Regions from separate parts of the Mus musculus genome. Here all the other regions are linked to region 1. The links are chromatin contacts, called in public Hi-C, HiChIP or PLAC-seq, Micro-C and promoter capture Hi-C maps. All regions are on one chromosome and are shown on one strand. The core of a region is the stretch at or near the end of the contact, and the rest is flanking DNA. Distances in the headings are between cores, read along the strand shown.

The links. Hi-C and Micro-C count contacts between places; a contact is called where the count stands out from the background. HiChIP or PLAC-seq counts read pairs in DNA pulled down with a chosen protein or histone mark. Capture Hi-C pulls out chosen DNA fragments and counts their contacts.
Region 2: a contact with region 1 is called in an H3K4me3 HiChIP or PLAC-seq map of stem cell-derived neural progenitor cells, with 15 read pairs. The contact joins the enhancer-like site here to the promoter of Nptx1 in region 1. A contact is called at or near these places in 3 of 39 promoter capture datasets (cranial neural crest, hippocampal neurons and stem cell-derived epiblast-like cells), 2 of 115 datasets of contacts at active chromatin or transcription factors (pancreatic cancer cells and stem cell-derived neural progenitor cells) and 1 of 9 other capture datasets (macrophages).
Region 3: a Micro-C map of embryonic stem cells shows a contact between it and region 1, with 4 times the contacts expected there. The contact joins the promoter of Cbx8 here to the promoter of Nptx1 in region 1. A contact is called at or near these places in 5 of 39 promoter capture datasets (all in embryonic stem cells), 21 of 484 Hi-C or Micro-C datasets (differentiating embryonic stem cells, embryonic stem cells, stem cell-derived epiblast-like cells and 1 more), 7 of 115 datasets of contacts at active chromatin or transcription factors (embryonic stem cells and pancreatic cancer cells) and 1 of 9 other capture datasets (embryonic stem cells).
Region 4: a Hi-C map of embryonic stem cells shows a contact between it and region 1, with 9 times the contacts expected there. The contact joins the promoter of Cbx4 here to the promoter of Nptx1 in region 1. A contact is called at or near these places in 3 of 39 promoter capture datasets (all in embryonic stem cells), 1 of 15 datasets of contacts at CTCF or cohesin (stem cell-derived epiblast-like cells), 18 of 484 Hi-C or Micro-C datasets (differentiating embryonic stem cells, embryonic stem cells, stem cell-derived epiblast-like cells and 1 more), 7 of 115 datasets of contacts at active chromatin or transcription factors (embryonic stem cells and pancreatic cancer cells) and 1 of 9 other capture datasets (embryonic stem cells).
Region 5: a FOXA1 HiChIP or PLAC-seq map of pancreatic cancer cells shows a contact between it and region 1. The contact joins the enhancer-like site here to the promoter of Nptx1 in region 1. A contact is called at or near these places in 10 of 39 promoter capture datasets (the C10 cell line, cranial neural crest, embryonic stem cells and 5 more), 2 of 115 datasets of contacts at active chromatin or transcription factors (astrocytes and pancreatic cancer cells) and 1 of 9 other capture datasets (embryonic stem cells).
Region 6: a Hi-C map of bone marrow-derived macrophages shows a contact between it and region 1, with 25 read pairs. The contact joins the enhancer-like site here to the promoter of Nptx1 in region 1. A contact is called at or near these places in 13 of 39 promoter capture datasets (the 3T3-L1 cell line, the C10 cell line, the HPC-7 cell line and 6 more), 5 of 484 Hi-C or Micro-C datasets (bone marrow-derived macrophages, cerebral cortex, cortical neurons and 2 more), 15 of 115 datasets of contacts at active chromatin or transcription factors (astrocytes, bone marrow-derived macrophages, craniofacial prominence and 11 more) and 2 of 9 other capture datasets (embryonic stem cells and pancreatic islet).
Region 7: a contact with region 1 is called in a promoter capture Hi-C map of pancreatic islet. The contact joins the promoter of Ccdc40 here to the promoter of Nptx1 in region 1. A contact is called at or near these places in 1 of 115 datasets of contacts at active chromatin or transcription factors (pancreatic cancer cells) and 1 of 9 other capture datasets (pancreatic islet).

What each region holds. Positions count from the first base shown.
Region 1 is chr11:119,546,484-119,549,267 of GRCm38.p6, forward strand. It overlaps Nptx1 (neuronal pentraxin 1), which reads right to left and starts at 1,337. Exons shown (of 5, transcript NM_008730.2): 1 at 663-1,337; 2 at 169-376. The coding sequence starts at 1,106. Gm11762 (predicted gene 11762) reads left to right here and starts at 2,147. Exons shown (of 4, transcript NR_045099.1): 1 at 2,147-2,784.
Region 2 is chr11:120,050,266-120,053,049 of GRCm38.p6, forward strand. No RefSeq gene overlaps it. Among named protein-coding and RNA genes, the nearest start is that of Aatk, 4.5 kb to the left of the region's middle. Within about 2 kb of position 1,351, at least 52 of the 459 cell types and tissues checked have an H3K27ac peak or open chromatin away from gene starts, as enhancers often do. A contact at or near this core is called in stem cell-derived neural progenitor cells, where this site is marked.
Region 3 is chr11:119,039,571-119,042,354 of GRCm38.p6, forward strand. It overlaps Cbx8 (chromobox 8), which reads right to left and starts at 1,343. Exons shown (of 5, transcript NM_013926.1): 1 at 1,212-1,343; 2 at 778-821; 3 at 524-589; 4 at 362-428. The coding sequence starts at 1,280.
Region 4 is chr11:119,084,894-119,087,677 of GRCm38.p6, forward strand. Cbx4 (chromobox 4) reads right to left here and starts at 1,344. Exons shown (of 5, transcript NM_007625.2): 1 at 1,056-1,344; 2 at 864-907. The coding sequence starts at 1,124.
Region 5 is chr11:119,974,928-119,977,711 of GRCm38.p6, forward strand. The region is part of intron 3 of Baiap2 (brain-specific angiogenesis inhibitor 1-associated protein 2); the gene reads left to right. Among named protein-coding and RNA genes, the nearest start is that of Gm11767, 33 kb to the left of the region's middle. Within about 2 kb of position 1,429, at least 111 of the 459 cell types and tissues checked have an H3K27ac peak or open chromatin away from gene starts, as enhancers often do. A contact at or near this core is called in pancreatic cancer cells, where this site is marked.
Region 6 is chr11:119,862,127-119,864,910 of GRCm38.p6, forward strand. All of the region lies in intron 20 of Rptor (regulatory associated protein of MTOR, complex 1), which reads left to right. Among named protein-coding and RNA genes, the nearest start is that of Rptoros, 29 kb to the left of the region's middle. Within about 2 kb of position 1,380, at least 167 of the 459 cell types and tissues checked have an H3K27ac peak or open chromatin away from gene starts, as enhancers often do. A contact at or near this core is called in bone marrow-derived macrophages, cerebral cortex, cortical neurons and 3 more, where this site is marked.
Region 7 is chr11:119,227,167-119,229,950 of GRCm38.p6, forward strand. It overlaps Ccdc40 (coiled-coil domain containing 40), which reads left to right and starts at 1,406. Exons shown (of 21, transcript NM_001364767.1): 1 at 1,406-1,581; 2 at 1,862-1,996. The coding sequence starts at 1,968. It overlaps Tbc1d16 (TBC1 domain family, member 16), which reads right to left and starts at 1,333. Exons shown (of 12, transcript NM_172443.3): 1 at 1,230-1,333.

The DNA of each region.
Region 1 (2,784 bases), core at 87-2,586:
TAAGCTCTGCTGCGTCCCTGGAGAGGTATCTCCAGCCTAGGAACTGGGCAGGAAGCCCTAACTGGGGAGGGATTACAGAGTGGGGCCGGGACAAGAGGCCAGGGCAGGGAGCAGGACCCAGGCAGGCTGTCTCTGGAGAGCATGCAGCACGTTCCCCTGAGCCCTTACCTTTCTCCAGCTCGCTGATCCGTTGGTGTAGGGAGGTCAAGGCGCTCTCGATCTTGGCCCTTTCCTCTGTGTCGTTCTTGGGGCCCCCTTTCCCCTCCTCCAGAGTGTTCACCCGAGACAGCACCTGCCGCTCCAGGTCATCGATCTTGCTCTGCAGCAGATCCTTGAGGCTGTTGGTTTGGCTGGAAGAATTGAGGCGGCTGTACTGCTGCGGGGGCATAAGGGCAGGGGAAAACCACACCGTTAGGCGTGCAGCCCGGACCGTGCGCGAAGGCCCGCGACGCGGTCCCTGGGGCGATTGCGGGGGTGGCCTGGAGGGAAGCTCCAGCGAGTGGCAGCCCTCGGTGCCCCGCAGGGTTCGAGAGGCGCCGGTCAGGCATCAGCGCGCCGAAGAGGCAAGGAAGGGGGGACGGGGGTGCCGGACCGGGTCGGGATGGGGTGGGCGAGGGCAGAAGGGCGCATAACACGGAGGGGAAACCGCAGCTCACGCGGACCTCGAGGTTCTCCAGTCGGGTTTTGAGAGATTGCAAAGTTTGCCCGAGTTGGCTGAGCGTCTCCGCGGCCGGCGTCCGGGACAGGTCGCCCATCGTGTTCTTGCCCGAGCCAGGCTGCTTGCGGCCGCCTCCCGACCTGGCCTCGCCGGGACCCGAGTCCAGGGTGCTCTGGCTCTCGCAGCGGCCAAGCTTGGTGGTCAGCTCCCTGATGGTCTCCTTCTGGCTGAGGATGGTCTCCTTCTGCTGCAGCACGGTCTCGCGGAGCTGCAGCACGTTGCTCCGAAGCTCCTCCGCGCCGCCCGCAGCCACGGACGCGGCACACATGTCTGCATCCACCGGCACCGAAGTGCAGATGAAGCGGGTCGGCCCGAAATCTTGGGCCCCACTGCCCAGGAGGCAGAGGGCGAGCAGCGCACAGGTGCGTGCGGCGCGGCCGGCCAGCATGGCTCCGGACACTTGGAGCACCGGGGCCGCTCGGCTCCGGTGGGGATCGGGCTGAGACCGGGATCGGGCTGGCTGGGGCAGTCGCTCCGCAGGCGGCCCGCGCTCTAGCACCGCGCTTCTACGCCGCACAGTCTTCTCGGCCGCGCTCCTCGGCCCCCACTGCCGCCTGCGCTGCGGAGCCCGCGCCTTTTATGCAGCCGCGGGAGGGGCCTCGGCGCCGCCGACGTCAGCGGGGGAGGAATCCCGCTTTAATTGTGTGCGGACCGGCCCCGCGGCGCCGCGGGGGTCGCACGGGAGCGCGGCTGGAGCTACCTCGGCCCTCCCCATCTCGTCCCTCCCGGATCCGCCACCGCCCCCTCCCACCGCCTCCGCACGCACGCCCCCGCCTGGGCCCGCGCCGCTTCCCCGAAGACTACCAGAATACAGGGCCAAGAAGGAGATCGGCCGTGGGCCTGGATTAGATGGTGGGGCACCTGCCCAATACCCCTAATCTCCAACGGGGCTCGGAAAAGAAGAATGGCCACAAGACAAGCTCGGTTCGCTTGCTCCACACTAAGCGCCCGTGTGGTTCGGGCTCCATGCGCTCGCAGCCCTCTTCTTCCTAAATAGTCAACGTCGGTGTCCCCTGCGTTCAGCTCGCTGAGGTCCAGAAAAGGGGTCGCGAGGCCGAACAATGATTCATGGACATTTGTGGCTGAAAGCCACGGAGCACTCTGAGTCTGGGGATCCCCCACGCCCTGGCTCCCCGCCCTACTGTATTCCCCTTCTTCCAACTCCTGAGGATTGTAGACCTAATAATGTCCCCCGCCCCCGGAAACGAGAGCCCGCACTATGCACTCGTCAGGGCTAAGGCCTTCTCGGATCTGTGGATCAAACCCTTCCTGCCATCCAAGCCAGCCTAGTTCCAGGCAGGTGGCGCCCCAGAAGCTGGCTGGCCACTCAAAAGGGGCCCCTGGGGGAGCTTCTTCCCTTACCGCTCTGGGCGTGTCTGTGTGTCCCTTTGTAGGTGTATGTGAGCGTTGGGTTTACCGGTCCACTTGAAACCCCGTCTAGCCCATTCCTCGCGCCCCTGGACTTTGGAGGAGGGGTTTCAGAGGTGGGCAGCGACTTCGCATCTACAGGGGTTCGCACCTCTTTACCCTTTTCCTACAGACACCTTACCCAGCCACCTGCACACCCATACCTCCTTTTTTTCTGGATAGCAGCACTGCCGGCTGGGATTCCAGTCCAGGTTTCAATGCCTCTGGGGACTCTGGACAAGGGTCTGGGCTGCAGCCCCACGTCGGAGTCAGAATCGGACCTGGGAACTCGCCCAAGATCCAATTATGTTGAAAAGAAAACGAAGGCGGGGAGAACCCACATCGGGTTTTAAATGACTGGAAAAGCCCAACTACAGGCTGGCTGGGTTCGCCCCATAGACCTTCCAGTCAAGCATTCGGTTGCCTCACTCCTTTTACGGGTCTGCGATGGACCAGACTAGGTCCGGACTGTGAGGCGCCAGTCCGGGACCCACTGGCAGCCTTCGGACAGAGGATGCCACTCTCCGGTGGGCATCACCGGTGGTGAAGGTAGAAGCCAGATTGGCAGGGAAGCCACTATCCAGGTCTTCTCCGACGCCTCCTCCCAGCCCCGAGCCCCAGGGGCGCCCCACTGCCTGTGTTTCTCTTCTCGGCATTTA
Region 2 (2,784 bases), core at 101-2,600, 500 kb after region 1:
GCCACAGCCACCACTCACCCTCATTCTGGCCATTCGCAGATAGCTTGTGCTAGAGACACAGCCAGGGAGGTTCGGTGCTCTCGGTCACCTTTCCGGGTGTTCCAGGCCTTACAGCTCCATCACAGCGAAGAAGAAAAGCATTCTTTATTAGCATAGGTTCCAAACCTTCCTGCATCCTACCTTCTTTCTGACCTGAGTAGCTCCAACAGGGTCCCTGTGGCCACTGAGACCACCCGGACACTCAGGGAGGAGGCATGGTTGAGGAAAGAAGGCATGGAAACAGAGCGTGGGGAAGAGTCCTGGGACTCACTTTCCCAAGTGTGACATTGAGATATCAGACGGCCACACTTCCCAAGAGCTTCTGACCAGGGTCCTTGCTTGGTCTCCTGAGACTCCGGTGTTCCTTCCTTGGCTGAAGGTCCCAGCGTGACCCCAGCTCTGCCTTGGTGGTTACCTGGTGCTCTGTGTGCACCCTCTTCCAAAGCCAGTGGTCACTGGATCTAGAGACTGCCTTAGGCTGATCTCTCCCTCTCCCCTTTCTGTGTGTGTGTGTGTGTGTGTGTGTGTGTGTGTGTGTGTGTATGTGTGTGTAGTACTAAGATGCTGAGAGTGCTTGGACACTGAGCTGCCTGCCACCCCCGCCTAGGCATTCTGTAAACATTTAAACTGCAACACATAAGCATTTCTGCAAGGTATCGAGCCTCCCCAGAGTCAGCAGACAAACCTGTATGGTGGATACCACAATGGACACCCCAGGGATACCCCTACCTGGAAGGCCCACACCCTGCCAAGGGTGCAGCACCTCCAGATACATCCCAACCTCAACCTCCTGGGAACACAGAGAGAAACTGAGGCACTGCAACATGTTTATAGCGAGATGCAGCCAGGCCTGGGATCTGTGGGCAAGGATGAGTGGAAGGCTAGGGTGAGCATTGTGCTCGCACTGTCCCTGTCTTAGGGGAGGGGCCTGTCACACTCAGAGACAGCCTTTCACCCTGAAAAAGAGCCCCACCTACCACAGCTGTGCTCAACAAGCTGGTGGTTTGGCCAAGCGCTGACATTGGCCAGAGACACCAGACGGCAGTGACAGCTTGCTAACGTTGCCTGGCCTCCCCAGGAAGGTAAAGCAGAGCCCAGAGCTCAGAGCTCATCAGGAACCAGCCCACTTTCTCCGCAAAGGGCAAACCACGGGCTGAGGCTGGGGCTTGAGGGCCGTCTTTTCATAAAAATGGCTCCCTAGGAAAGAGCTTGTTCTCCTTCAGGCTCCAATCCGTGCAGGGCAGGCTGCTGGGGACACCGGGGTTGGGCAGGCAGGCTGCACCTGCTGCTGCTCCAGGCAAGAGAGTGGGCAGTATGAGCTTCCTCACAGTCTCTCCAAGGGGACAGGGAAATAATAGTGCGGTGTTGCCACAGCTACGGGTCCTCTGGCTCTCGTAAGCCAAGGCCAGGGCTGGCAGAGAAGCAGCAGCACCAACAGAAGCAGAGGGCCCATGAGGGAGTGTCCACGAGGGTTGTGCCAGGTCTAGAATCCTTGAAGCATGGCCTGGCTTCTGGCTCTTGCCTCCCCTCCCTGAGACTATCCCCTCCCTGGCTTCCTTGGCCAGGCCAGGTACTACCCTACAGCATCTCTTGGAGATACTTATTTCTTTGGCTTTTATGTTACTGAAAACATCTGTCTGGTGTGTTGTTGGACACCTGTAATCCCAGCACTAAGTTGACAGAGCCAGAACGATTGCTTCCAGTTCGAGGCCAGCCTGTTCTACAGAGTGAGTTTCAGACTACCCAGAGCTACACAGTAGGATCCCATCTCAAGTAGTCAAGAATAAATTAATAAAATACGGGGTGTATTTAGTTGGTAGAGTGCTTGCCTCACACGCATGAGGACCTTGTAAATCAGGCATGGTGTGCGTACAGGCCAGCCTAAACTAAACTAATATAAGGGAAATAAAATCATCCCTCCCTACTGTGCATACCATGTGGTGAAATCCACAGAACATAATATAAACCAACCTGAGGCGGAGGAACCAGTAGTATTGACACATCCAGGCCACTGTGTGACCATCACCACTGCCCACTGCAGAGCAGTCCTCTCGTTCCAGAAGGAAACTGTCCCCAGGAAACACCCATGGCCCATCCCCCTCGCTGAGCCCCAAGCAGCTGTGATCCCTGCTCAGTCCCTGTGGGATTGCCTATTCTGGACATTATTTAAAAATAGAGTCCTATAGCGTGTCGTGTGTCGTGTTTCCTGTTGCTCAGTGTGGAATTCCCAAGGCTCTTTCACATGGCAGCATGTTGCAGACTGACTCCTTCCAACTGCAAAAGAAATTCCACAGTTGGGCGGGGCTGTATTGGTGTGTGTGTGTGTGTGTGTGTGTGTGTGTGTGTGTGTACGTGGTGTGCGTGCTCATGTGTGTGCATGTGTCTGTTCATGAAAGTATGCATGAAAGCATATGTCTGTGTGCACATGTGTGTGTTTTTGAGTGTGTGTGCACTTGGATATGCATGCTCATACATATGTGTGTGTGTGTGTATGTGTGTGTGTGCGTGCATGTGTGTGCATGTGTATGTGCATGAAAGTGTGCACGAAAGTGTGTGTGTGTGCACATGTGTGTGTGTGTGAGCTGCTGGTGCCTGGGGTTGGAATAAAACCCTGTGAATATGACCGAGGCAATTCAGGTGCTTCTGAGACAGAAGGAAGAGTTACGTCCATGCACAAGGTGACACAGTAGAGGTGGATGGTCAGGGAAACTTCTGGAATGTCTTTAGCCATCTGACATGATAAGA
Region 3 (2,784 bases), core at 93-2,592, 510 kb before region 1:
CACCCCCCCACGACCTCTAGCCTTGACTGCCCAACTTTCCCTGGATGCCTGGGAAATTCTAATTGAGTGGGGAGGTGGGCTCTTAGTAATAGTCTGGGGGAGGGGAATGAGGGTTTGTCTGGAAGAAGCCATTTGCAACCAACAGACTCCTTGTGTAACAGAGGTCTACTTGGGATGGCTGGAGGGGGGGTGGGAATGAAGGCCTTCTGGTGCAGCTAAGTCCTGCCTCTAGAACTCCGTGATGGGGCCTCTGACAGAAGTCCAGATTACAAATACACACAAGGCAAGGGCACCCATTGATTTACAAGCCCTGCAGATCCTCCCTGAACGGCACACTCCACCTCTGGAGATCGCAACATACCTTGAGAAGGAAGGTTTTAGGCTTGGGTCCTCGCTTTTTGGGGCCATAGAGCTCCATCTCCCGTTCCCTAAAGAAAGAAAAGAGAGAGAAGGGGGTGTGTCCTGGCTGCACCGAAGTCAGCGTGTATGGGTTCTAGTGAGTGGCTAGGCTAAGGGTCTGTACCTTTCCTCAAAGGCTGCAAGGAGGCGAGCATCCAGAATATTTTCTTCGGGCTCCCACGTGCTGTACCTAAAGGAAACCAGGAAGAATGGAGCATCAGTCCCTGGAGCAGGAGAGAGAGGACAGAGTGGAGGGCGTGTATGTGTGTGCAACTTTTCCGGCTGCCTTGTGTTGTATTTCAATGTGAAGGGGAAAAGAGGAAGAAAGAACCCTCCTCGATATCAGTGTGGGGTAGCGATTGCATATAACCTACTTACTTCTGCGACCAGCCCTTCCATTTCACGAGATATTCCATGCGTCCCTGCAGATGCAAAAGGGAAAATGCTTGTGTATGTGTGTGCGTGGGGAGAAATGCATGACGAGGACACAAGAAATACACACGAAAATGCATGCACCAAATGAATGCTCCAAACACTACCGCCAAAGGAACCAGTCCACTGCAGCACCCCTGCAGAAACGCTGCACAAAGTGCATGCACCGGCATTCATCCCCCACCCCACCCCCCATCCATGCAATCTGTGCAGGGCTGCAAGTCTAAGGAGAGCGCTGGGGCTGAGCCGCCGCCGCCGCCGCCACGGCCGCGGCCGCTGCTGGGACCTGGGGGAAGGGAGGCTGGGCTGCAGCAAGGGGAGGGAGCCTGGGCCCTGGTGAGGGAGAGTTCGCGTCGCCGCCCGCCTTCCCCTTCACCTACTTTGCGAATGCGCCGCTTCAGGAGGGCTTCGGCCGCGAACACCCGCTCCCCCACCGCCGAGAGCTCCATGTTGACTCGCCGCTTCCCCCCTCAGCCGCTTCCAGGAGCAGAAAAGCAGCAGCCAGCCCTCGACAGCCCATAATACTCTCCCGCTGACGTCAGTTCTCCTCCCTCCCCCGCGCACTCTCCCTCCCTCCACCCCCTCCCAGCGCTTCCTCCCGCCCCACGTGTTGCTAACGACGTTGCTAAAGCCAAGCGTCCTGGGCCCGTTCTGCGGGCGCTGATTGGACTAGCGCCCGGCCACGCCCCTCTCCCCGTCTCCCCTGCGTTGCTACGTGACCCGCGTTCCAATAGCCAGGAGGCGGGGTCTCTGTCCACTCCAGAGACCCAGAGGGAGGGGGAGCGAGCCGTCAGCGGAAGTGACGCCAAGCGGGGCGGGCCCGGCTGCTGTCAGTCTGCACGGCTGGACAGGGGGGCCGCTGCCCTAGGCTCCCGCCCCTGGCCCCCCTGCCTGATTGCCCAGCGTTTCCCCGGGTGCGTGGCTTGCCCCGCCGAGCTATTAGGGCTCCCTGCGTAGGTGCCAGCCAGGCGCTGCCCCTCTGCAGACCCAGGCCCTCCCCACCTGCCCATGCCCTAGCTGGCGCCATCCTGGTCGCCAGCCGCCGTTGATGCACAATGCACAGGTGCTGGGGCGCATCGAGCCGCGCCCGAACCCCCGGACCTACGTCGCTTGCGCCGAACCTACTAATTCCCTGACCCCTCCCTTGCGGCCGCGCACCCTGGGTCTCCATGGCAACGCCCCCTCCTCCCTTCTTCACCAGTCCCATCCAGCTAACAAATCAATGAGCCTGCTCTTGGTCTCCAGTCGCATAGCGCTGCCCGCGTCCACCCTCCGGGTCCTGCGAGCTGGCGTGGGCGCTTCTCCGGGCTCAGAAGCCCAAAGCAGACTGGCACAAGCCAGTGTTTACCGCCTGAATCCATCCTGAAGCGAGACCCTGCAGGAGGGGTCGCGAGCCTCCTCTTCCCACCCTCATTGTCCCCAAGTCTCAGCTGCCCTGCCCCAGCCTCTATTCCTGACCCAGCCTGCAGTTTCCGTCCAATCCACTCCTCAGTCCTGAGAGAAGTCAACCCTGACCACATCTGTCCCGGCCTGGGTGGGTTTAAGGAGCCTATGACCATCGAGGCAGAGCCTAGAGCCTGGCTAGCTCTGGAGGCGCCGCGGCTCTGCTCCAGACCTGGGTGCAGAGCTAGTGCACTTTCTGTCTCGGGCTCTTCTAGACGACGTAAGCGTAAGCGGGGGATTCCCGACAAACATCAGTATGGACTTTGAGGGGTGTGGCGGTATCTAGTGCGGCCTGGAAGAGACACCCCCACCCCCACCCCCGACGCGAAGATGGCAAGTCCCAGGTAGGGGACGAGGGTCGCGCAGAGATGCCTCAGTCCCTTTTACACACCTGAGTACACTCAATGACCTTTTGCTCCTAGGCTCTCTTTCCTCCCCTCGTGGTAACCCCTGTTGAGGCGCGGGGGGGGGGGGGGTTCAACAGCAGCTATCCCCACATTGCCCTTTTAC
Region 4 (2,784 bases), core at 94-2,593, 460 kb before region 1:
GTTACTGTGACGTGTTCCAAGGCCACTTTCCTCTCCAGAAACCCTCCGTGCAAAGCAGCCCAAAAGCAAAGTCGCAGTCCCCCTCCCTATCCCCAGCCCAAGTCTCCAGTAGGGCTTCAGCTGGTCTGCATTGGACCCCTAATCCGGTAACTCACAGCTCAGCGCCCCCCTCAAGGCCCAGGAGACCGCTGTCACTGGCAAGCAAACCCCAAATACTCAGCAGTACAAAAATATGCCTCTCTTTCCCTCTCCCTCTCCCTCTCCGAGTGTGTGTGTGTGTGTGTGTGTGTGTGTGTGTGTGCCTGCGCCTGTCTCCATCCGGTGCCTTCGCATTTCAAATTAAAAAAAAAATTCCCCATCGAAAGAGCTGCAGTGACAGTTCCCAACATTTTCTGTCTTTTTTCTTCCCTACCCTGCACCACCAGGAGGGAGGACGCATACAATTGCATTTTCGTCGCTTTTAAAAAAAATTTTTTTTTTTTTTTTTGGTTTTGCAATATGGAGCCGTTCGGTGGAGGGAAAGGGGAAAGGAGCCATTTTCTGCTGCACATCAGTCAGTGCCTGCGCCCTCCCTCCCTCCGCCGGCCTCCCGGGCTCGGCCCCGCGTCTCTCCAGCTCCTCCGGCTCCTTTTAGCGCATAAATTAGTGATGGCATTTCCCGGAGAGCGGAGCACAACACAGGGCGCCCGGCTCGGGCTCGGCTGCTCCGCTTCCCAGTGCCTGCCACCGACTTCCCCACCCCCTCCTCTCTCCACCCCACCTCCACCCCGCCTCCCGTCCGCTCCCCCACCACCCCACCAGCTCCACGGGTCTGCTGGCCAGGGCGCTTGGTGCCGAGGCACCCGGCCCCCGCCGCCACTTACTTGGGGGACCAGCCTCTCCATTTCACCAGATACTCCACTCTGCCCTGTAGGGGGGGAAGAGACAGCACTCCATCAGCTTCCGCGGGATCCCCGGCTCCGGCCCGCAGCCTCCCCACCCCCTCCGCGCCTCTCGCTCGCTGCTCCCGCCGCCGCTCCCGCGCCTCGGCGCCGCCACCCGCGCGCCACCCCTACCTTGCGTATCCGCTTCTTTTCGATGCTCTCCACCGCGAAGACGTGCTCGCCAACAGCTGGCAGCTCCATGGCCGAACCCGAGCGCTCAGGGGCGCAAGCGGCCGGCGCGGCTGCAGACACAGCTAGCTCCCGCCGGCGCCCCGATACGATCCTGCGCGTGGACCTCGCCACGCGCCCGGCCCCCGCCGCCGCCACTCGCCCCTCAACAGCCTGGCCGCCGCCGCCGCCGCCGCTGCCTGCACCCGCCGGCTCTCAGCTCGCGCTCGCTCGCTCGCTCGCTCGCTCAGACAACTGAGCCCGGGCCGCCGCGGCACGAGAACTCATGCAAATCCCGGACGTCAGCGGGCGGGGCCTCGCAGGGCCCAGCTCGGCGTCAGGAGGCGGGACGCGCCTCGGATTGGCGCAGCCCGGCCTACCCGAGGCCCCCGGTCTGGGCAGCAGGGAAGGAGGAGGGCGCGGGAGGAGGCTGGGGAGGAGGAGGGCGCGGGGAGGTGCAGGGGAGGGATCTGAGAGCCGGGAAAGTGAGCTGGGGCCGCGGAATAGAGGTGTCTCTGCCTAGGCGGCCAGGGTGGGCACCTCGACCGGGCCCACTCTGATCCGCAGCCGGACACTTGGGACTCTCCCGTCCCCACCCTCGGCCTCTGTTTCTGCTTGTGCAAGGCCCGGGGATCCCTGCTGGGGGCCACGGAAGCACCCGCTGCACTTTACAGTTGCTCCCAACTACATCTGTCCAGCAGAGCTCTGGAAGCACAGGGGACTTTCCGGCAGGGGGCGGAATGGAGGCGGGGGCAGTTCAGGACCCCACCCTCGGTGCCCACCGCCCCGCCCCGCCAGTCTCTGGGCATTTAGGCCGCGAGGTGGGGAGAGAAAGAGCCAGAAGACTGAGGACTTGGACAAGTGGAGGAGCACGGAGAGGCGAAGACAGGGACAAAGAAACAGCTGGCCACGGGGCATTTAGCACTCAAGAACCTCAGCAGAAAGGGGCTCTGAATCCGATGCCACCCAAGATTCTGAACGGCTTCTAATTTACACTTGGTTCACTCATTCGCGGGGAAGGGGCAGTTTCTAAGCAAGGCCTCTTGCTTAGTCTGAGATGCTGGGAGAAGAGAGAGAGAGAGAGAGAGAGAGCGAGAGAGAGAGAGGGGGAGAGAGAGAGAGAGAGAGAGAGAGAGAGAGAGAGAGAGAGAGAGAATGAATATGGGGGTGAATGAGTCTGGGGGGTCCAAGGGGACTTCGTGGGGCTTCATGGAAGAGCCTCAAAAGTAAGAGTGGGGAGGACCAAGTAGATGTTGAGGCGGAGGGTTGGTGGATGAGTGGACTGCGAGAAGGGGAGGGGAAATGGCCAAGGAGCCACAGTGTCTTCCTGAATTCCCGTCCTCTGGTCTCTGACAGCCAAGCCCTGCTGACGCGGCCTTTGGAGCCCTGGAGTGTGAAGTTTAGCACCTCGGAGCCGGCCAGCCCCGCACGTTCAGGGGTATTCAGCGCCAGCGTCCGGCTGGGGGAGCTGCTGCGCCAGACGCGGCCTTCCGAGGGCGCCACAGTGGGCCTGGGAGATCCGTGGGGTCGCAGTGGGTAGACTTGACAGAGAACATGCCATTCTAAGTGGGAGGGTAAGGGTGTGCCTTGCCTGTGGTGCGTCCGGGGCCCCAGCTCAGGGCTCCTGAAGAACGTGGAGCAGGAAGCTTGCGCAATCCCTTGGCTGAGCGTCCACAGAGACAGAAAAAGCGCA
Region 5 (2,784 bases), core at 179-2,678, 430 kb after region 1:
AGGGATTGATAAGGGAGGGCCTAACCCGTTGTGGGTGGTGATGGTCAAGGTTCTATAAGAAATCAGACTGGCCAAGCTATGAAGAGCAAGTCAAAAAGTAACACTCCTCCACGGCCTCTGCATCAAGTCCTGCCTCCAGGTTCCTGCTTGCTTTAGTTTCTGTCCTGACTTGATAATGAACTCAGGGTTAGACTTCCTTCGATGATGTAGAAGTGTAAGCCAGAGTAACCCAGAACTGCATTTGGGCATGATGCCTCATCACAGCAATAGTGACACTACAGAGGACAGAAGTTGGTACCAGGAGTTGGGGCTTAGAGTAACAGAAAGTATAGAATGAACTATATATACGTGTGTGTGTGTGTGTGTGTGTGTGTGTGTGTGTGTGTGTGTGTGTGTGTATGTATGTATGTGTATATATATATAGGAGGTCCTGAATCCAACAGTTGATCAGTCTACAAAGCTGGATATACTGGATATATCAGCTCTCAGATATACATATCTGAGAGATGGTCTGCAGTATGCACCAGAATAACCGAAGATGTCAGTGAAGGAAATGACTTGCCATCGAGAGAAAGCAGGCAAACAGCCTAGGTACATGGTCTCTCCACCCATGGAGTATTGTGTGTGGAAAGGGAGTCTGCTGGGTGTGGTAGTGCACACCTGTGGTCCCAGTACTCAGGAGGCAGAAGCAGGAGGCTCAGGAGTTCAAGGCTCTCTAAAGCTATGTAATGAGTTTGACCCTTAGGCTAGCCTGAAATACTCGAGATCCTATCTCAGAAAAACAAACAAAACAAAAACAAAAAGGAGGGGGGGGGGGGCTCTAGCCTCTGCTGCAGCACAGATGGACATCGTAAATGTACCTCAGTCCCTGTGCTTCCCCCCAAGAAGGGTTACATTTCCACGTGGACCGAATTGCACACTAACCCTCCAAATGTGAAGCCAAGTTACTAATAGCACCAGAAATCTTTAAAACTGAGACGTTAGGGTGAAATGCAGTGTGACTCACTGGTGGCTGACCTTTCAGCGACTTGACTCACTGTAAGTTGGTAGAAGTTGAGGAGGGCGTGGTCTCCTGGTATGTTTCTCTGTGTTTTTATACTTTTGTCCCAAATGTCACATATTGTCTCTGGGACCCACGTGTACTTTGTGGGGGAGGGTCTCTTCCTATTAGTTCCCAAATATTCTGGGGCCTGGAACTCTCCTGGTCCCAGCCCCATCCTCACCCTCCTGAGTTAAGGCTTTTTTCACTCTGATGGGCTAAGGCTGACTCACTGCCTTGGTGTGCCTAGGGCTTCTGCCCCTCCCTCCAGGATCTCTCATGTCAGCTCCCTGGGATGGGCCACCTACTGCCAGTCACCCCTGTTGATACTCCACTCCCTGGAGAGGCTCATCAGGTGGCAGCTGTCTGCAAAGATTTACCCTCCCTCATTCACTGTTTGCTCTGGCACACTGGGCCTTCTTTCCCAATCTGATCCGGTTTTTCAAGTTTAGGGTCCACCTGGGCTGTGGCCTAAGAGCTCTAGGTCCCCAGGGTATGGGTGGATTTGGCCCTGGCAGAGGCTGGTTAAAAGCCTCTTCCTGGGGCTAGAGAGACAGCTCAGTGGTTAAGAGTGCATGCTGTTGTTACAGAAGACCCAAGTTTGGTTGGGTGGCACCCATGTCAGCAGCAAACAGCTGCCTATAACTCTCCTTAAGGGGATCTGACGACCTCTTCTGGCCTCCAAGAGTACCTACACTCATGTGCACAAACACCATAAATAAAAATAAAAACCGTAAGGTGGTGATGGCACACACCTTTAATCCCTGAACTTGGGAAGCCTAGGCAGGCGGATCTCCAAGTTCGAAGCCAGCCTCTATAAAGCGAGCTCCAGGACAGGCTGGGCTTTTACACAAAGAAACACTGTCTCAAAAAAAACAAAAATAAATAAGTTAATTAATTAATATCTTTTTTTAAATAAAATGAAGTAAGGCTTTTCTGTCAGCACAGTACACCTGGGAGGATCTTCCAAGAGAAGGAGAAGGTGGGAGGCCATGGAGCCCGCCACGAGGGCCCAACCTCTCCTCGGCACCTGCTGGCCAGTGAACAAGTCAGTGCCCCTGGCCAGAGGTCCCCTCATCTGCAGAGGGGGTGCTCAGGGTGGGTAGGTGTACCAGTCTTCTCCTGCATGCTGTGGCCATGGCCCCCCAGGGGTTTAGTACTTGCGGCTGTGCACGCCCAAGCTCCGCTGCACATGTCTTCCTGCAGCTGCTTGTAAAATGCAGTTTAAAACTTCATCATGTGGGCTGATCCTGCGCAGCACCAGCTTGCAGCCAGCCCAGAACTCCACGTGCGTGCACTCACACACAGACACATACACACCCTGTTCTGTGCCTTTGTCTCAGTGTGCTCCCCTCCCCCCATCTCCCCGTATATACCCATAAGGTCTGGGGACAGGCTACGCAGCGGGGGCTCTGAGTTGAGCCACACACTGTGCTCTGTGTCTGAGGGTTGACACAGCCCATGTGGAATGGTAACTGTTGTCCTGTGGGGTCTGACACCCATCACCTGAACAAAAATCTGTGAGAAACTTGGTACACCCTTGGGCATCACTGCCTGATTATACCAGTTTCTACTCTTCTTGAGTTGGCATGTGCTGCTTTTGTGGGTAGGGGAATGTTTTCTGTTCAGTCTTGACATTGACTTATAATTCTGGGCCTAAAGAATGTGGTCAGAGAGCACCAACCTATAGAGAGACTTCTAGCTAAGTGCATAGTTTGTCTGGTCGCTGCTGCCCCATCCCTCCT
Region 6 (2,784 bases), core at 130-2,629, 320 kb after region 1:
CATAGTAGTGACCTGGTGAGGCCCTGAGTGTGCACCAAGGGGCAGAGGCTACACATGTGTCTGCCCTAACTGAGAGAAATCCAGCAGGGACTTGCTGGAGAGAGTTAATGCTAGGAATGTAGCTCAGTGGGGGAGTGCTCACCTATCACACACAGTCCCTGCTGTGGTGACCAAAGCTTAGTGGGTCATACGAGGATGCTGAGGGTCAACTACAAAGACCATGCAGATGTTCCAGGGTCACTGGAGATAGGAGGCCAGAGCAGTGGGTCAGTATAACACCCCCCAAAGGTTCTATACATTAGGCCGACAGCTTAGACTCAGAAGGGAAGGTATAACTAGATTTACTCTGAAGCACCATGACAGGCGCACAAGGAAGAACAAATACAATGGCCACATACACACGCAGCCACCACCACCCACCACCGCCAGCCACTGCCACCACTCCCCCAGCCCTGGGACCTGTGTTTCTAAAGACTGGCAGAAGTCTTGGCCATTTCCAGATCATCAGAGGACCTGACCTCACTCTGCCAGCTCTTCAAGCCCTAGATGAGGACTCGCAGCCTCGTGTCTATACAGTCCTTTCCCAATAAGGCTCTGAGGTTCAGAAACAGCTGCAGAGCTCTGAGAGACTGCACTTCACCACATGCTATTCAGAAAGCTGTGGCCACTGCTCTGAAAATCAATCCTAGAACATCACGGTCTTTTATTACTTCTAGTCTAGACATGAAAATAGATCCTTAGCCCTTCTAGAGCTTAGCAAGTAGCAAGTTGCCGGCCAGGCCCAGTTCCTGCCTCTGCTTTGAGGCAGAACCCAGTGTCCTTACCTCAGTCCCATGGGCCCTGATCCGTGTGTGAGGGTGGCAGGTTGTATTTTGGAGATGTTAAGACAGGGCAGTTGATTTGGCAAGGAGCCAGGGAGAATCACTCCTGGCAAATCAGGGCTGATGTGAAATCAAGAGGTAATTTGTAACCACAGCTTCCCTTTCCACTAAAACAACTGTGCCTCCCATCCCAGTCAGAGGGTGGTAAAGCTTAGAGTTGTGTTCTCTGCTACGGTGTCACACAGAGCTCAACATCCACAGTCAGCCCAGTCATTGAAATAGGCTTTAAACTACACAGTAATATTTACAAGTGTCTCCCTTTCTCCATGTCCTGCACATTGTTAGACTTTTCTGGCAGTGTTCTGTGGGGTTCCTGATTCTAAAGGACTCCCCAGAGTTCTTTATTCTGTATCTGCCACCCCAGCCCATGAGGCCACAGGGGCTTTAGGACTCCACCTGTGACTACCTACTCTGTTCAGTGTCTGCTGAGTTTGGTCAGTAAGCTGAGGGAGGGAGGGAGGGCCTGAGCCCTCATTAGTCACGCACCAGCCCCTCCCCAGTCTGTGACGTCAGTCCGTCCGACATCTGAGTAACACGGTTCACCAGAAGCTTCGAGATAGATCCCTTACAGCTTGGTGCCACGTGGCAACTGAGCTTTGCAGGAAGCAGCGTGTCACTCCCCAGGAGGATGCCTGAGAGTACCAGAGGTAGCTGTGTGAGCACTTGCTGTCGCTTAGAGAGGCGCTGCCAACTCCATCTGAGTGGCCAGTTCCCTGTCTCTCAGGGGAAACTGAAAGCAGAACATGTGGCCCTGTCTCTAGAGTACACTGGAAGCCACCTCCTTCTCCTCTCCTCAGCTGCTGCTTAGCAACTCCATACCTCAGAGCTGGAAATCGGATCTGAGGACATTTCACCCAGAGAGATTCTAAGCTGATTGTACTAGTTTTCTTAGACTTTACTTGTAAATCTAGCCCAGTGTTTGGAACTGTAGAGTTTTAAGTTGAAATGTCAGTCCTCTACTTCTGAGTTGTAGCCACATGAGAGAGCACGGAGTGAGAAGGCTGCTTTCTTTGGATTTTCCTGCCACTGTGCAACCCAAGCTACATTCCTCCACCACATCCAGGCTTATCACAGGCCTAGGTCTCCTGGCACATGTGCCTTCCTACTTACTGCTTCCTGGGCTCACTGGAGGCTTAGAACTACTGACATCGAGTCTTTGCAGTCCTGTGTTGTCGCCTTATAGAGATGCCTGTCTCAGCTGGACACATGGCGTAATGGTTAGGAGCTCTCAGTGCTCTTGCGGGAGATGTGGGTTCCGTTCTCAGCACCTCTGATGCATAACTCCAGGTCCAGGGATCCTCCTTTGACTTCACTCGGTTCTTACATGCACATGGTGCTCATACAGACCTTCACACACACACACCACACATACCACACACACACCATACATACCACACACACACACCACATACACACACACCATTTTTTTAAATTAAATAATTATTTTTTAAATTCCTGTCTTAAGACTTAGCCCCTCAGTGACAGGCAGAAATGCCTTACTCAGCTCAAAAGAGAAGCTCTGTATTCAGGAGCTGAGGTGCAGCCCACTTGACCTCGGCACCCTCTTAGTGAGTGGGTATACATAGCTGCCATGGCTCAGGCTTTGCCCTACACAGCCCAGGATTAATGGAAGGGAAGTTGGATTCACTTCCCATCTATAGATGAGCACGCAAGTCAGCAGTCATTAGAGAGTGGACAAGCAGAGCTCAACAAGTAACAAAGTACATGTAGAGAGGGCAGTGGCCACAGCTGTGCATCCCACATAAACTGTACATCTGGCCATGCTGTCATCTAGGAACCTAGAACGAGGGAGGAGATATGCGTGGGAAACTAGGTGGTATTCTCTAAACAACAAAGTTATCCGAGTGCAGACCATTTTTTAGCCATTTTCCTTTAGAAAGCC
Region 7 (2,784 bases), core at 156-2,655, 320 kb before region 1:
TTTCGCACAACGAAAACCCACACATGGTGATCCGAGGCTGTTAACAGACACCGTGATTGCCAGGAGAGTCAACAGTTCCCAAGAAGAACTTCCTAGCTATACTCAAGACATTCCACTCACCAGAAAGCTATGGGGGGGGGGGGGGGACAAAACAAACAAACAGAGAAAAAACCCATAAGTACTGCTCAGCTAAGAGATCCATCCCCAGCAACCAGCTAAGAACCAACTCTGGTAAATTCCCAATGGGTGAATCTTAGCCGGCCCCTGTGCCCAAAGTCACCGCACCACTAAGTTCAATATTCGCTATCAAGGTTAATGTCAATATTTCTTCCAAGAGCTACATACATAGTTTCTTTTAAATTCTTTGATCAGTTATTAAGATTTAGAGTGGAGCCCCTAGTCCCCGGCTCTTTGCACCCATGTTCTGACCAGTATGCTTGGTGACAGGACACTTCCCCTCTCTCTCTCTTTCCTGATAAAGGAAGTTGACAGAGTCCATGGAACAAACTTTAACAGAGTCAAGAGACGCTTTTCTATTCCCCTATTTCTGAACGGAACCTGGACTAGATTGTGGCCAACATGTGACACCGACTTCGGAGGAACAGGCTTTTCTCACCGCGCGTTCTGGCAGGGTTCCGTGGGTTATTTTTAGCAATCTTAAATTGCCCTTTTTTCTTTTTATACTATCCCTTTTTTTCTTTCTTTCTTTTGAGGAAAGAGAGAGAGAGAGAGAGGCGCGCAGGCTAAAAAAGAAGCGAGGATCCTGACATGGGGCCTCTTAAATAGCCCTGACCATTTCCCCCTAGTGCCCCAACGCTAAGACCGCACACGCCCCAGGAGGGCATGGCACACCTTGGGGGCTCTGTCTGACAGTGCAGGAACCCCATAAGTTCTTCGCATGCTCAGACCAGCCAGCAAGACAAAGACCGCAAGTGCCCCGGCCCACAGCTCCAGACAGGCGAGGACCGAGTCTCCTCGAGTGGGCCCACTCCCAAAGCAGAGAGTCTCACTCGAGGGTGGAGTTCCCAGGGCGTCCCCAGCAAGATCCGGGTTCCTCCGCATCGCCCCCGCCCAGAGCCCAGAGCCGGTCCCCCAGCCACTCCCGGACCCCCGCGCAGCAGGCCCGGGTCCGGTGCGTGCAGATTCCAGGGTACCCAGGAACCGCCACGTCGTCCCGAGTGGACCCCAAAATCCCCGGCCCGCGATCCCAGAAGAACCCTGATACCCACCCGGGTCCCGCCGCGAGGGCTGGACACGCGCCGGCTCCAGGAGCCACCACCGCCGCCGCCACTGCCACCGCCGCCGAAAGCGAGGCGCGGCGGGGAGGGAATATGGAGAGGCCGTCCCCGCTCCGCCTCCGCTCCGCCCCCGCTCCGCCTCGCTCCGCCCCGGGGCCCAGCCCCGCTCAGCCCGGAACGCCAGGCACTAACTCCAACCTCAGGGTCCTGCGCATCCGTCGACCCCTGCTCGGGGCTTTCTGCTGACTCTGCAGGATCTCGCCACGCGCCTAGTACCCCGGACCCTGCCCTGGATGGGAGCCCTGTGCCCTCGATCCGAAAGGCAGGGCCTCCCTGTACCCATGTATGCGCTCACCCCTTGCATTTCTATTTCTCAAACTTAGGGTTACGAAGGAATGATGCTCCCCAAAAGGTACTGGTTCTTGAGTAACCCAAAGCTGGAAGTGGAAGAGCCAGAGCTAGGCGCGTTTCCCGGACCCAGCATCCCCAACCTGCCTGCCACTTTCTTTGAGTCCCTGAACATCATCAGGGTCACTCTACGGGAACTAAGTCCAGCCGGGAAAGTCTGGGACACATGGCGACGGACAGGCAAAACACATTTGTTCTTTAATGTGTTTGCTTAGTGTTTCTGTGTGAATCGATGGACGCTGCCAGACCCCGCCTCCTGCGGTCTTGGAGCACGCGGTCCAGACTTCGCCGGATGTTGATGGCGTAGCCTAGCAACGAGAGATGGCGGAGCCGGAGGACCAGGCTGACGGGTAAGCCCCGCAGGAGGGATAATAAACCCACCAGATGTTTTCACTAAATTTCTGCACGCAGGTACCCCCACCCGGACCGCCTTCTCCTTCACTTCTGTGCCCCTTCCCGCTCTTCTCCACTTTCTGGACCTGTCCTACACTACCCAACCCACGCTCCCCCATGTCCCCTATCTCTTGCACCTTCTGTTCTTTGTCCTTTTCAAGCGCCCCCCACCCCCCATCATTCCTTACTCCTAGCCCCTGCTTCTCCTGGACTACAGACTTTAACGCCCCGCGGTAACCATGGCAACCATCATGCTTGATAAACCCGCTGCAAAGCAGGACTTGGATGGATGGGACGCCGTTCAGTATTACAAGAGTGGGAAGAAAGGAGGAGCAGTAGCTCCGTTGGGATTGGGCTAGGCCCATACCTCCCCCTGCAAGATGGATTCCCCTCACCCCCATCATGGTCTTGAGGGATAGACTGATCCCCATCACTGAGTGAACCCCAAAATGCTGTTGCCGGCACTGTTTTAGGTTTTGTGCAAAACAAAAGCAAGTTTAAACAGTTCTATTTGCTCAGACTTTTCTGGGTTGTTTCATATAGTTAAAGTCCTTATGGACACCCATGGAAACACATCCAGAGTATATCCCACGAGAAGGCTAACTGTGAAGCCACAGGTATAGAATGAGCTCCAACTTGGGGAAGACTTGAAATGCAAAGATTCTGAGCAAAGGCAGGTGCACAAAATGCCTGCTCCAGTGGTGCTGGGAAGCAGAGGGGGGAATAGCCCAAGCTCTCATTGTCT